2 separate regions of the Zea mays genome follow, and region 2 is linked to region 1. The links are chromatin contacts, called in public Hi-C maps. All regions are on one chromosome and are shown on one strand. Each heading gives the region's core, a stretch centred on a gene start, on an enhancer-like site or on the middle of the called end of the contact. The rest is flanking DNA. Distances are from core to core; before and after follow the strand shown.

Region 1 (6,771 bases), core at 4,203-6,702:
TCCATTGCACATTTGTGTCCTTTTGCTGGTTATCAAAATCAGAAGCATTAGCTAAAGAACAAGGCTACATCAGTTAACCACAGTTTATTGCTTTAGTGTTATATGTTTTATAAGTATATCTATACTATACTTAAAGCATCAGTTTCAACGGTCGTCATGCGTCATCTTTTTACAAATAACCCCTCACAGCTATTTCAAATTAATTCGCTGTACGACTATAGATGGCCAAACGGCGGCCTGGCACGGGCCAGACGTACGTGGGCCACAACTATGCCCCAGGCACGTCATGTCGGCCTGCTGACTGTGCTGGGCCAGCCCGTTAGGCCGTCGGTCCATTTGATTAAATCAATGTAAAATGTTAAAAAATAGTGCATGAAGTGGGGTTTAAAAACCATAGGAAGGGCGGGAGACATTAGGTGAAGTGGTGTAACCAGTACAATATAATGCTCAGATGTTTTTAATATTGAATATAAATTGTCTATATGTATATACGTTTTTTTAAAATAAAAAAAATATATAATCGTGTTAGGCCGAGGCAACAGCTCAAGCACGGCACGACGTTCTTGGCTCTTTTGCAAGCATTAGATCATTTCTGAGACCACATTGGCGCAATAGACTCCATGGTGTTTGAGGTTGCTGAATTGGATAGAGCAACAATGATTTGTCACACTAACAGTAAAAAAGATAGATCAAAATATGGAGTGATTGCTAAAGTAAAACATCAATACAATCTGGATGCGCTCCATATAAATTATGCTGGAATTATGTCATTTTATAATCTCTGTTCGTTCAGTTAGTCGTTGTGAACTCTTTTCTAATCGCTCACTTCATTGGCCGTGTTGTATCGATACATATTGGATGCAGTAAACAATAACATCAGTTAGCTAAATAAAAAAATATATGGAGAGCAGAGACAATCAATAAAAAATCTTGATTTTTTTATGGATAATTTACATGTAAACCGTCGCAACGCACGAACAACCGACTAGTTGAAATGAATGCACAACAACATTTGCTGCCACTAGATTATTCAAAAAATTATTCAATGGTGATTATACGGGGTAGGTCACAAGGGCTCTCGACGCAAAATAATATCTTATGTCCTATTTGTGGTTAGTGTTGTATTCTTTGTGATGATATGTTTTTTGCCCTCAAGGGGTTCCCCCGTCCATCCTTTTATATGCCAAGGAGGGGGTAAGGGGTAATGATTACCTGATAGGCATCTAGTCGGTTACCTATAAGAACTCGTGACTGAGTCAGTCCCAAGTTGTACATGAGCTGAATTCTATTCTTTTATAGAAGTGTACTTCTTTATCTGCTAGGACATTGTCATATCTGTTGGGATCTCAACCATATCTCCTATTCCAACAAGATCTTCACCATATTTACCTTTTAGAATCCTCGTGGATGTAGGTCCCCTCCTGGGCTTATTCATCGAGTGTGTATAATTTTAAAGCAAATTTCAAAATGACAATTGTATATTGATAACGGGAAAAACATAAAATATATGTATTGACCCTTAATCTGTCTTACAACAATATTACCTTAGGTTTTAGGCACTTTGAAAACAAATATATTGATACAAGTTTTTTTCTTAGAATTTTATATTATTTGAATAATTGTCGCTGGGAATTTGCAAAGAACCTTTTTCTGTACAAAATATGTTTATCGTTCCGAGGGAGATAGAGAGAGTATAAGTTTATTACCAAACAGGTAATAAAATTGCAAAAAGAATTTCAATTAAAAAAACTCCGATACAAATGTTACTACGTTACAAAGAACAAAAACGGTAGCTGCCCTCACTATTTACTTGGGCCACCTTGCTAATTCTATTACACTGAACCTGGCAATAGTAAGAGATCTGGTCACACCGAAGGAAAAAGAAAAAAAAAAAGAAAGACCCTACAAAAATCAAGAGCCATCCAGATTTCCAGAGAAGAGATGTAATGCATCAAAAATAATTTACATGACAGATAAATTATCCTGGTGATTTCACCACAACTTGCACAATTAATACACCAAATCCAGATCAACATACAAAGAATCAACGCACATGTTAATGGAAGAATAAGAAGACCAAAAAAAAAGAAGGAAGAAAACATCCACAGAATCTGGAAATAAAAAATCATGATGCAATGTTCCCTCCATGTTAATGGTAAGTCGGACTGCACATCGGGCACGCATGGACTGGCTCGCTAGCTCATGAGCTCCTTCTCAGCGCGCACCACCGGTGGTGGCGGCCCATGGTCAGAAGCGGCGGCGCCGCCGGCTGACATCCTGAGGTTCTGCTGGTCGTAGACCCGGCGCAGCCTCTGGATCTCCTTCTTGAGCTCCTCTTGATGAGCTGAAGAAATATACATAGGGTAGGTAGTATACGGACCATTAGCTGACGGAGAAATTACGAAGCATGAGATGAGACGCACTACTACGTACAGTACTTACCGTCCTTGAAAATCTTGTCCTGGGCAAGAGCTGCGATCCGCTGCTTGAGGTGGCTGTTGCCGACGCTCAGTATGGTCCGCTGCTGGTCCAGAAACGCCACGCGAGGGGACAGCACCGACACCTCGTTCTGCAGGCAGGCGCAGGGCAAACAGACGGTCGGTTTACAAAGTTACAACAACACAACATCTCGCCTCGCAGAGCAATAGCAATAGCAATAGCAAGCAAGCAAGCAACTCCGACAAAATTCTTCACACGCGGCACTGGTGACGAGACCAAAAACCAAAAACTATTCCCATGCATGCATGTTCTTGGAGTGGTCTAGATTTTTTTTTGCGCCCCCCTTGCACTCTGGCTTCAGGTTCCAGCAGACGTGCAGTACTACATGTGCGGCTGAATCGAGTCGTCTGGAACAGGGCTCAGCGTGTGCGGCCGCAGCAAGTTAGCAGAACCGGACAGTAATTAACTGCGGAACCTTTGATCTATCTGTATACCAAGCTAGCTAGCGCCATGCATGTGCAGCAATTAGAGATGGCCACACGGGCCGCCCGGCCCTGCCCGGGCCCGGTGAAGCCCGACCAAAAACCGGGCCGGGCCTACTGAGCCTGCAGGCTCAATTTTCTGTCCAAGTCCAGCCCGCAGCGGGCCTAAACGGGCCGGGTCGGTCCGTTTAGCACGAAAAACGGGCCGAAAAGCGGGCTAAACGAGTCGGTAAGCACGTTTTAGTGTAAAAAAACGGGCTTAACGGGCCGTGCCGGGCTTGCCCGCCGTGCCTAGTTTCCTGTCCAAGCCCGCCCGCTTATTCGTACCGTGTCGGGCTCGGGCCGGGTCCAAAAAGTGGGCTTCGTGCCGGGCTCACGGGTCTCGTGCTTATTGGCCATCTATAGCAGCAATAATGAATATATATATTATTGTATTCATCCAAGCGTAAAAAGCAATGCCAGTACTGTCCAACCAGTAACACGCTAGCTAACTACCAACCAAGCGACCGGATCTTGCGCGAGGAGGTTCGTTCTCTACCAGCTCGGTGAGACGGTGACACACACACACACACGCAGAGAGAGACACACAGGGACCACCTCCAGGCCATGCAGGATGCAGAGGCATGTGCGCTTGGATCATGGCACTACGTGGGGTTTGGTACGTACCGCGCGCATGCACAGCACAGGACACGGGAGAAGCTAGGAGAGCGCGTCCTTATTGCTTTGCTTCTATGATCCATACCGGCCGGCCGGCCTTCACACGCATGCACATGGGGGGCAAGGCATCACTCGCGACGCTGTTGCTATTGCTAATGCTAGCCAGACTGTGCGCTGCATGCCGATCTATCTATCCATCCATCTACCCCTGCTGTTGGCGCCTACTACGCATGTCATGTGCTGAAACGAAGAGAAGTTACTCTATATACGTCCGTGGATTATGATATCGGTCGTGAGGGGATGTTGATGCATCAAGTGAGAATGCACGTTCTAGAGGTAGGGTCGTTTTGCAGGTCTGGGCTTGACAATCGGCGGTGGTGCTTAGTGTTGGTGCACACGACTTTTTTTGACAGTGTATCTAGCTCCTTCTATCTTTCTTTTCTTTTACATTAATAACAGGGTACCCTTATTACAATGGCTGAATCTATCAGAATTTCTGGGCTTGCAGAGACCGAATAACATCTCATCTCGAGCTGAAGCTTCCCGCCATAATCGTCTAAGAGAAGTTTTTTTTTTCAGACCATTTTGTTCCACGGCATGGATGCAAATGCATCATGCATGCGCGCGCGTCCTTATCGATCTAGGACGTTTGACGGAGAGCTGCTAAATCGTGCTTGCACAATTGCACATGTATGTACGTAGTAATTTCTTGCGCAATGTCCATTATTATATGCATGCTAGTGTTTACGCTGAAGGTAGAATATAATTGGATTATTTACGCTGAGCAAGAATGCAGTCGTAGAAGCTTCATATACGTACTATCGATATTATGTATAGTAATTGTGCGTGTATACGTACCTGCAGTGTTGTGACGCTGCGCTCGAGCTCGGAGATGTACTGCAGCTTCCTCACCCGCGACCTCTGAGCCGACTGCCGGTTGGCAAGGATCCTGCCAGAATTTCAAGCCCGCCGGCCGCGTTTCAGTCCACAGATCAAGATGGATTACCTACCGCCTGCAGGAGAAACGCATTGTTTGCCTGCGCACAATTACGGGCGGCGCACGCATGGTGTGCTAGCTCGTTCGATCGGGCTCACCTCTTCACCCTCTTAGGGTCCCGGATGAGCTCCGTGGAGGCGACGACGGCAGCTTGTCCTCCAGTCGCCGCCGGCGCTTGCGCATCCACGACTCCGTTCTGCTCGCCGCCGCCACTGCCGGTGGAGGGAGCGCCTCCCGCCGGGCCGCCGCGCGCGCCACGCTTATCGCCGTCGCTGTCGCTGCTGCCGCCGTTCTCGGACCCGGCCGCGGACGACCCGCCTCCGCCGGCCTCGTCGGGTGGGAACATGGACAGGAGCTGGTCGTCGTCGAGCCGGTCGAACTCGCCGGCCCCGCCGTCGGCCGGCGCCACCTCGACGAAGGCGACCGAGTCGCTGAGCGACCTGCGGTGCGCGCCCCGCCGCGCCGCCGCGAACTCGGCGAAGTCGTCCGCCCACGCCGCCGCCGCGCCGTGCTGGCCCCCCTCGGGCCAGTGGTGCACCTCGGTCGGGATCCTGGGCGGCAGCTGCTGCGCCATGCAATGCAACCGGCGGCTGGCCTCGCGCGAACAATGTGCGCGGCGGCTCTCGGTCTTAGCCGCGCCGCCAGCAGTGCGTGCTCTCGCTAGCTCTTGCGATTTGGCGCCGGCGCCTGCTGGAGTTTGGTTTTATATATAGTGGTGCTGTGCAGTAGCCGGGCGGGCAGCTTGTGCCGGGGCGAGGACGAGCGAGGGGCATGGAGACGGATGGGAATTGGAACCGGAGGGTCAGTCACATGGGACGAGACTTTTGGAACATGAGGACAGCCTGCGCCAGCTAGCTAGCTAGCGATCCAGTGGAGTGGACGCTCGTTTCGAGTGGCAGCGAAAGCTGAAAAGGGGCAGAGGCAGGCAGTTATGTAGGTGGGCAGGGAATCCCCGTCCACGTGCCGCTGTCCGCCCGCCCGCCCGCGGATCCACCGCTCCTCCCTCGTTTGCTGCCTTGGGCGAGCCGCGAGCGTGGCGACACTGCGGGCGGGCGCTAGAAACGGACCAGCGAGCGGTTGTTGTGCCGCCTAAAAATGGCCGCGTCACTGTCGCCATGCAACGACCGTGGCGCGGGCAGTGGCACGGGTGGGATCGTGTGATGCCGGCCGCCGGTACTTGAAACCAAGCGATTATTTAGGCAATTAGCTAGGGAGAGCGATTACATGCATGTCGTTGTGTTGATCACATGCCGGGACACGAGCTTCGTTTTCATGCAGGGCGCCGTGTCACGAGGATGCGCCCTGCTGGACCACCGCCATGGATGGCCGAGTGATGGCCGGCTTGATTTGTTTGGTGGTGACTGGTGACTTGTGAGCAGGCGATTCTCCATGCCGAGGTGAATCGGAGGTAGCGGCGGCGGAGATGGAGCTGGGTGAGTGCCTAGCACTGCCGGTACAAGAAGCAAACGAAAGTCGCCTGGTCGGCCGTGTCCTCGTCTGGAGCCTGGAGGTTGGAAGGGCGCCTTCACTTGCTTCCATAGTCTGCGCTGCGGTTCGTGTCAGAGATCTACGTAAATAAACAACGGACCCTTTGGTGGCAGCTTTGCGCCCCAAAAACCACTGCGCCCGTATCGTTCCGGCAGACAGCAGCATGTTCGCAAATCCCCTCGGGATCAGAGATCTAACCGTGTGTCCGTCTTTTTCCTCGCCGTCGCTGTCTCTCGCCACTCGGGCTCCCTACTAAGCGCGCTTTCCCTGTTCGGCAGCCAGGATCCAAACCAGTCAGTAACAAAGCCAGCCCAGGATCAAGTGAATCATAGGTTGTCACTCATTCCTGTCACCAGCTCGTTTCCAGATTCGGAACCAGTCCGGAAGGTAGGTGACCTGGACTCGTTCCGGGCCGAGGATTGAGGGATGGGAATTAAAATCAGGCGGGTTTGTTAAACGAACAACTCTAGGAGACTGGACCAAATTCTAAACTGGACTGATTCGTTCCTGCCGGAATGAGGCACGGAATGGGCTTATCCAGCCAAAACTAACGAGGCCTTAGAGTGTTTGGTTGCCCCAACTAAAGTTTAGTTTATTTAGCATCGAATGTTTTAGTCTAATTATAAAACTAATTACACAGATATTGACTAAAAGATAAAATAGACTTATTAAACCTAATTAAGTCTTTATTTAATATTTGTAATTAAT
Region 2 (7,407 bases), core at 1,483-3,982, 290 kb after region 1:
CATCACCTCGAGCTAGCTAGAGGGGCCAGTTGGCCCCCACTTTATAGTTTTGGCGATGCCCTTTTCATGGCACGTGAAGAGTTGGTAAAACCGAGAGCAAGACAGCAGCACGGTCCGGGGCATCCGTAACCGTAGTAGCATGAGAGCAACCCGCGGATCCAAAGAACGCAAGCGGGGACGCGGGGGCGGCGGGCCAGTCCCGGAGACGAGACGAACAGAATCACGCGCTGCTGGCGCTGGTCCTCCCTCGCCCGCTGGCTAGGCGCTACTGGGAAAGTGGACACACGCGCCCCGCGGGGCCCGCGCGCAAGCAGAACGGCTCTATGTCTTGTCGCGGGATGTGTCACCCGTGCTCCATGCCGTGCGGTGCCCCCACAGCCACAGGCAAAGCCATCAGCAAGCAGGCAGGCGAGCAGCGACAGCGACGCGCCCCGCGAACTCATCGCTCGCTGCAAAGAAAAGGCATCGCCCCGCGTCCGGCTTGACCGCTTGTGCCGTGCTGATGCCTCTGGCAGTCTGCCCACTGCCCATCCCTCGCCTTTGAAAAGACGAGCAAAGCTGAGCACAGGACAGGACAGTGTACGGGGGTACTAGACTAGACCACCCGAAGAAAAAGGAGTGAGCGCCGTGTACGGGGTTGGAGCGCCCCCCGGGATAGGCGGATAGCTGCTGCCACGGTGACTGTCTCCTCCTTCCACGGTTTTGCCAGTCGCCACGCAGATCTCGCACAGCACAGTTGTGCCAGCCAGCCACGCCCACGCCCCGGCAGACGGGGGGGCAGTGACGCTGATGCGTCAGTGCCGGCGAGGGCCAGCACGTCCACGTCCACCAGGTACGTCGTCAAACAGTGGTTGGTCTCGCGGATTCCTTTCCTTGGCGTACAAAACAAAAGCCTCGTTGGCTGGCCCTGGCCGTGGCGATACGCATGTGCACGTCGGCGTCGATGTGCACCGCTGGGTAGCTGCCGCATGAAACGGGCCTATCCTACCACGTTCCCCGGTTCCCGTATGACCACGCCACGCCGCTTTGCTGCGTCCTACTCCTGCGTTGAGGTGGACGGCGCACCAGACCAGTTGGTTCCCTGTCTGACACGGGACGAAAACAGATAGGCAGGCAGAGCCGGTGGCGTGTGCGTGTTGACACGGAGGGGTTGCGCGCGCGAGACGGCGGCGACGGCGTGACGAGTGAGGGACAGAGCTAGCGGAGAGAACGTACACTCATCACTTAGGGGGTGTTTGGTTGTCCTGCTAAAGTTTAGCTCAGGTCACATCAAGCGTTTGAATTTTAAATAGGAGTATGAAATATAGACCCAACCAACTGGACTAGGGGCCTGTTTGTTTACCCCCCAGATTATATAATCTGGATTAAATAATCCTAAGAGGCAAACAAACAGTCTAGCTTATTTGCCCAGATTATATAATCTAACCTCTTGGATTATGATAATCCATAAGCAAGTGAGGAGGTGCTTATTTCAGATTATTTTTTTCCCACTTCCCCACTACCCTTTCAAGTTTCCTAGAAATTACCCACCATTGCCATTATAATCTACCGAATCGTTTTTGCGCCTATCGGATCGGAGAAGCCCGTCGCCCAACAGAAACACGCCAGATAATCTGGGTAAACAAACATGACTACTCAGATTATATAATCCAAATTATATAATCCAGATTATATAATCCTCCAAAAATAATCCAGATTATATAATCCATTGGGGTAAACAAACAGGCCCTAGATTCGTCTCGTCTTTTAATCTTCGGCTGACAAATTAGTTTTATAATCCGACTACATTTAATACCCGGAACGGAGGTTCAAACATTCGATATGACAGAGGCTAAATTTTAGTTTGGGGTAACCAAACACCCCGTGTTTAAAAGACGAGACGGGGTGTTTGGTTACCCCAAACTAAAATTTAGCCTCTGTCATATCGAATGTTTGAACCTCCGTTCCGGGTATTAAATGTAGTCGGATTATAAAACTAATTTGTCAGCCGAAGATTAAAAGACGAGACGAATCTAGTCCAGTTGGTTGGGTCTATATTTCATACTCCTATTTAAAAGTCAAACGCTTGATGTGACCCGGGCTAAACTTTAGCAGGAGCAACCAAATATCCCCTTAATCACTGCGTATGTACTTGTCGTCTATTGATTGCGACTAGGTGGTTCAGATCCGTCCGTCCGTCGACTGCTAGCTTCTGCCATGGTACATTGAAGGACATGGTCAGAATTTATTAATACGTGTGCAACTACAACTACAAGCGCTACGCAAAATGCAGCAGCTACTCCCGTGAAAAAGGTAGCAGGACCGATCAAACGAACCGAGACGAATTTCAGGTCAAAAAGACCACGTCCGGATGCTAGATTACAACACCTGATGACCACCGATGCGCTTAGCGGAGTCATGCATGCTGGCTCCTGCTGGGGGAACAGTGGCACCTAAAGCAGCAGCCTGCCGCGCACGGTGTCCAGTAAGCGCGCAACAGCAGCAGCAGCCAGCAGCGGGGGCCTCCTAAAAAATACCCGGCGCGGCGCCCTAGGGCAAAAGGAAACAGCTCGTCCAGTCCGTAGTCCATAGTACTCCATTTGCAAATTGCATTGCCACACCTCGGCTCATCCCCACCTCACCTCGGCCTCACTTCACAAGTTCACATCACGAAACAGGAGCGTCATAAAGACATGGGCGTCGCAGGGTAGCCTCAGACGGTCAGACCAGTGACGCAGCGGCAGCGGCAGCGGGCATGGGGTCCTGAGTGACCGACTGCGAAGGAGATGGCTGGAGCGCGACGGCCCCGGAGCCATTAATGGGGTGCTCATCCTCCTCCCCCTCCTCGCCTCCTCCCCGCCGGGTCGCGGACGCGGTCGGCTCCGCCTTTTAACCGGCCTGTCCGGGAGCGGGGCGCCGGAACCCTAGTGCTGCTGGTGGCACGCGGCGCGCCCCATGGGCATCGATCTCAACATGGTGGACGGCGAGGGCCACGAGCGCCGCCCGCCGCCGGTGACGTGCCGGGAGCTGTGGCACGCGTGCGCGGGGCCCGTGGTCGCGCTACCGCGCCGGGGCAGCCTGGTCGTGTACCTGCCGCAGGGCCACCTGGCCGCGGCGGGCGGCGGGGACGTCGCTGCGGACCTGCCGCCGCACGTGGTGTGCCGCGTCGCGGATGTCGAGCTATGCGTGAGTGCAGCACTACTTGCCACACATGTCTGTCCGGTTTGCGGGGCGCGGCTGTATTGAAGTTGGAGCTCCATAGTTTTGATGACGAGGCTCGCATGGCTGCGTGCAGGCGGATGCGGCGACGGACGAGGTGTGCGCGCGGCTGGCGCTGGTTGCGGAGGGCGAGGTAAAAATATCCTGTTCAAAAAATTGAACCGATTGGATTTGCATGCTCACAGGGATCGCGGAGATTCATGTTCCCCGTGTTTGGAGGAGATATGTGTGCCAGCCCTGTTTCCTTTTCTGTTAAGACTTAAGACTGCTACCACTACCAGTGTGCTGTAAGCGTTCGTACTGTTCTGTGTGCGTGCGTGTACGCTTTTAGATTTCTTTTGGCCTTGGCTGCTCAGCTTGATTTACGAATTGGGACGCCGCAGATAGATAGAAATAGACATTGTTGGTTCTATAGTTGTAATTGAGCTACTAGGTTGTTGGAATAGGCAGCTTCGTGTGGTGTGGTTTCATTTAGCATGCCTATCATACTACTATTGGCATATTTCAGACTTTTCAGTACCTAGTGAATGATTGTAGCAAGAAATATGGACGACGAAAAAAGAGCGCTTTCCATCTGAAACAATATACCATTTCTCGTCTTGTTTAGTGCATATGAACCTCAAATCTTAATGGCTCAGGCATTCGGGAGGAATCTGGGCGGTGGTGGAGTTGAAGGGGACGATGGCATGGAAGATTTCGATGCTGAAAGGAAGTCCGGGATGCTGCACATGTTCTGCAAAACGCTTACGGCCTCTGACACAAGCACGCATGGAGGGTTCTCTGTTCCTCGCCGTGCTGCTGAGGACTGTTTCCCGCCTCTGGTGATACTGCTGATCTTTTGTGACATTACTCTTGAAACTGTGTCGAGTCTTGTGCTTCGCTGCTAACCACATTTAGTTGCTTAGGATTATAATCAGCTCAGGCCTTCTCAAGAGCTGGTTGCCAAGGATTTGCATGGAGCCAAGTGGAAGTTTCGTCATATATATAGGGGTGAGATCAATTTGACTAGACAAGGAGTGACCGATAGATACCCATTTTAAAATGTATTTACTTAGTTTCAAATCAATGTCTGGCATGTCACTTCTATATGGAACCGTGACATGAATATTGCTTTCATATGATTTTGTATTTTATAGGCAAATAAAGGTTTGTTCTAAAACATATGTTTCATTTAACATAAATGTTGCATGGATATTTTGATCATCAATATGAAACATGTAGCTGTTGTAGCTTCAAAGCTTTCAATTTCCTTTTTTTCTTGTTTTGGCATTGGCCAATTCTTCTTGATGTGAATTCTATTTCACATTATGCTCTTTTATGTTTTACAACTTCTGTTGTGTGCGTGTATATGTGTGTGTGTTATGAAATATTGATATGTTCCTGGAATACTATGTGCACTACAGAGCCAAAGATTACTTGCAATGTGCTGTTCATTACTCCCTCTGTCAAACAATCTTATGTTTGACTAGATTTAGAAAAGATATTACTACATTTGGGTCTTCAATTAAATTTATTGTGAAAATATATTCCATGATTAATCTAGTAATACTTATTATACATCATAAATATCAATACAATTATATATATATTTGGTCAAAATTTAGATTATTTGACTCCTAAGTGAGACTTCCATTCCTTTTGCGGCGGAGGGAGTACAAGAATTAGTATATTTGAAATAATGGTCCAGCTGATATTGGTGTTGCTTTTGTCATCTATTCTGAAATCTGAATTATTATTATGATGGAAGCCGAAGCTCTTTTATTTTCTTCAAGTTCAAGCAACTAATGAAGTTTATTTGCATTCCAGGTCAGCCTCGTAGGCATCTCTTGACTACTGGATGGAGTTCATTTGTCAATAAAAAGAAACTGGTTTCAGGGGATGCTGTGTTATTTCTCCGGTAAGCAGCTGAACCATGTGGTAGATATTAGTGCATTGTGTATCTTTATTAAGCAAACTGTCTTTTTCTAATATTTGTAGAGGTGATGACGGTGAACTAAGGCTGGGTGTGCGGAGGGCTATTCAGCTTAAAAATGAGGCCCTTTTTGAAGATTTCAATAGTGACAGCACAAAGCGGCATTCTTTGACGGCTGTAGCTGATTCCTTGAAGAACAGAAGTGTTTTTCACATTTCTTACAATCCAAGGTGAAAATACAGTCAATTTGACTTTATATCAAACATGTCCTGAATTGCTACAATTTGGCATGTTGATAAGATGACCTACTGTAAGAAGTTCAACAGTTACAAGTTATGCAGTGATTGTGCTTAAAACTTAAACATTGATATGTTGGGCAACTTCTTACTCTCCTGGGAGGATTTCCCCCACATTGGGGTCAAAAAGTTATGTGATCTGAATCCTTTTTTAGACATATATATAATATAAATATAATGTGTTGCCAAAGTTACTCCATGATATAATATTTTTTCTTATACTATATAACGAAATACCAGTCAAAATTCTTGCAAAATTAAGACATGTTTCAATACCTGCCAAGTAAAAAACTCAACCTACGGAGGGCAAGACAGCCTCCGAGTATTGTATTAAGAAGAAGACCTTCTCACAGGTCGAAAAAACCCCCGAACCCATGCCCCACCTATACACAGCGACATCGAAGCCCATGTGAGAACGACCGCGACCGGGGCTGAGCCTTAGACCTGTGCTTTGGCGTGGGACAGATGAGGGGATTTTTTTAAACACAACCTGAAATTCGCTCCCACGGGGAACCCAGGACCTGAGGAGTGCTACTCAGACCACCTAACCAACTCGGCTAGAGGCCTTTTCACAATACCTGCCAAGTAAAGCTGCGCGGGAATAAAAGATCATCTGACTCATTCCAATTTGAATTATTTTTCTGCAGAGCTACTGCTTCAGAATATATTATTCCATACGCTAAGTTCCTGAAGAGCCTCAATCATCCGGTCTGTATTGGAGCAAGGATCAACTTTCAGTGCCATAATGAAGATGTTAGTGAAAGGTCTGTTTCTTCTCAATTCAACTTTATTTTTGTTGTACACATTTGTTTCCTGTTTCTTATGTTTTATGTTTTTAGGCGATCTGGAGTGGTTGTTCGCATTAGTGAAATAGATCCCATGAAATGGCCTGGCTCGAAGTGGAGAAGCCTGCTGGTATGCATTTCAGCTTCTTTTGTTATAAGCTCTAGTCTGAATGTTATGATTTCCAGCTTCCTGGTCTCCTGAAGCTTTTGTAGATGTATATTCTTTTGGAGATTGTTTGGATTCTGGTAAAATGTGTTTTTTTGTGCAGTCTTGTGTTAGGGAAGTTAAGGAAGGAGAATGCTAGCCAATAAACCCTGCTATAACCTGTTGCCTGCCCAACACCTTAGGGCATTGACCATTGACCAGTAAAGCAGGGACTTGGCATATGACCACAAGATAAATGCAACAGCAGAGACAATACTAGTCTCATGCTGTTATTATTTGCTGTATGATGGTTATATGCGACATTTCATATTTTACCTGTTGGTAATAATCTTGCATGATGCATGCTGTGCTAACTCTTTGATTCATTTTACCAAGTTAAGAGTCACAAATACACTGTGACCCTAAGTCCCTAACTGTAGCAAGCTTATAAGGAGATTTGATTCATACCACCACCCTGGATGTCCAAATTTGTTGACCTTGCAAGACCCTGGGCAAGCTTATGAGGGCTTCTCTGGATACTGAAAAGTTTGCTGCCACCTGATATTCCTAGTAACTTAGAATTGTTTGATGTTTTGACGTTCAGTTCAAGTATTTCTTGACAATCAAGTTATAGTGATGTCTACCATTTTGCAAGAACGGATGATGTTTGACTTGTTTTCCTTTGGAAATAAGAAATATTATATTCCATATCACTTATGATAATCAAATTATAACTATCTGTTCATGATGAACTGTACTATTATGGTTTCTAAAGTGTTGCCTTTTATGCAGGTAAGATGGGAGGACGGTGCTGAATGTAATGGCCAAGATAGAGTATCTCCATGGGAGATCGAGATAGCTGGTGGTTCTGTCTCTGTTTCTCATTCTCTTTCTGCATCTAGTTCTAAAAGAACCAAGTTGTGTCCTCAGGGAAATTTGGACGTTCCAGCAATGTGTAAGCTCTCATAGCACAAGACTAATGCCTGTATATGTATGCTGCTATCCTTTTACCTCTATGGTAATTGACTGTCGCATTAGATGTTACAGGGAATGGTTGTACTGACTCCATGG

The links. A called contact is a pair of places that touch in the nucleus more often than the background predicts.
Region 2: a contact with region 1 is called in a Hi-C map of ear, with 2.8 times the contacts expected there. The contact joins the promoter of LOC100502387 here to the promoter of LOC103636641 in region 1. A contact is called at or near these places in 2 of 25 Hi-C or Micro-C datasets (ear and tassel).

The regions. Positions count from the first base shown.
Region 1 is chr8:180,416,361-180,423,131 of Zm-B73-REFERENCE-NAM-5.0, forward strand. LOC103636641 (basic leucine zipper 6) reads right to left here and starts at 5,453. Exons shown (of 4, transcript XM_008658997.4): 1 at 4,674-5,453; 2 at 4,437-4,527; 3 at 2,443-2,569; 4 at 1,718-2,344. The coding sequence starts at 5,149. The coding sequence ends at 2,196.
Region 2 is chr8:180,705,494-180,712,900 of Zm-B73-REFERENCE-NAM-5.0, forward strand. It overlaps LOC100502387 (Auxin response factor 3), which reads left to right and starts at 2,733. Exons shown (of 10, transcript NM_001365546.1): 1 at 2,733-3,165; 2 at 3,275-3,331; 3 at 3,837-4,019; 4 at 4,104-4,188; 5 at 5,005-5,095; 6 at 5,176-5,340; 7 at 6,054-6,170; 8 at 6,246-6,321; 9 at 7,129-7,291; 10 at 7,384-7,407. The coding sequence starts at 2,935.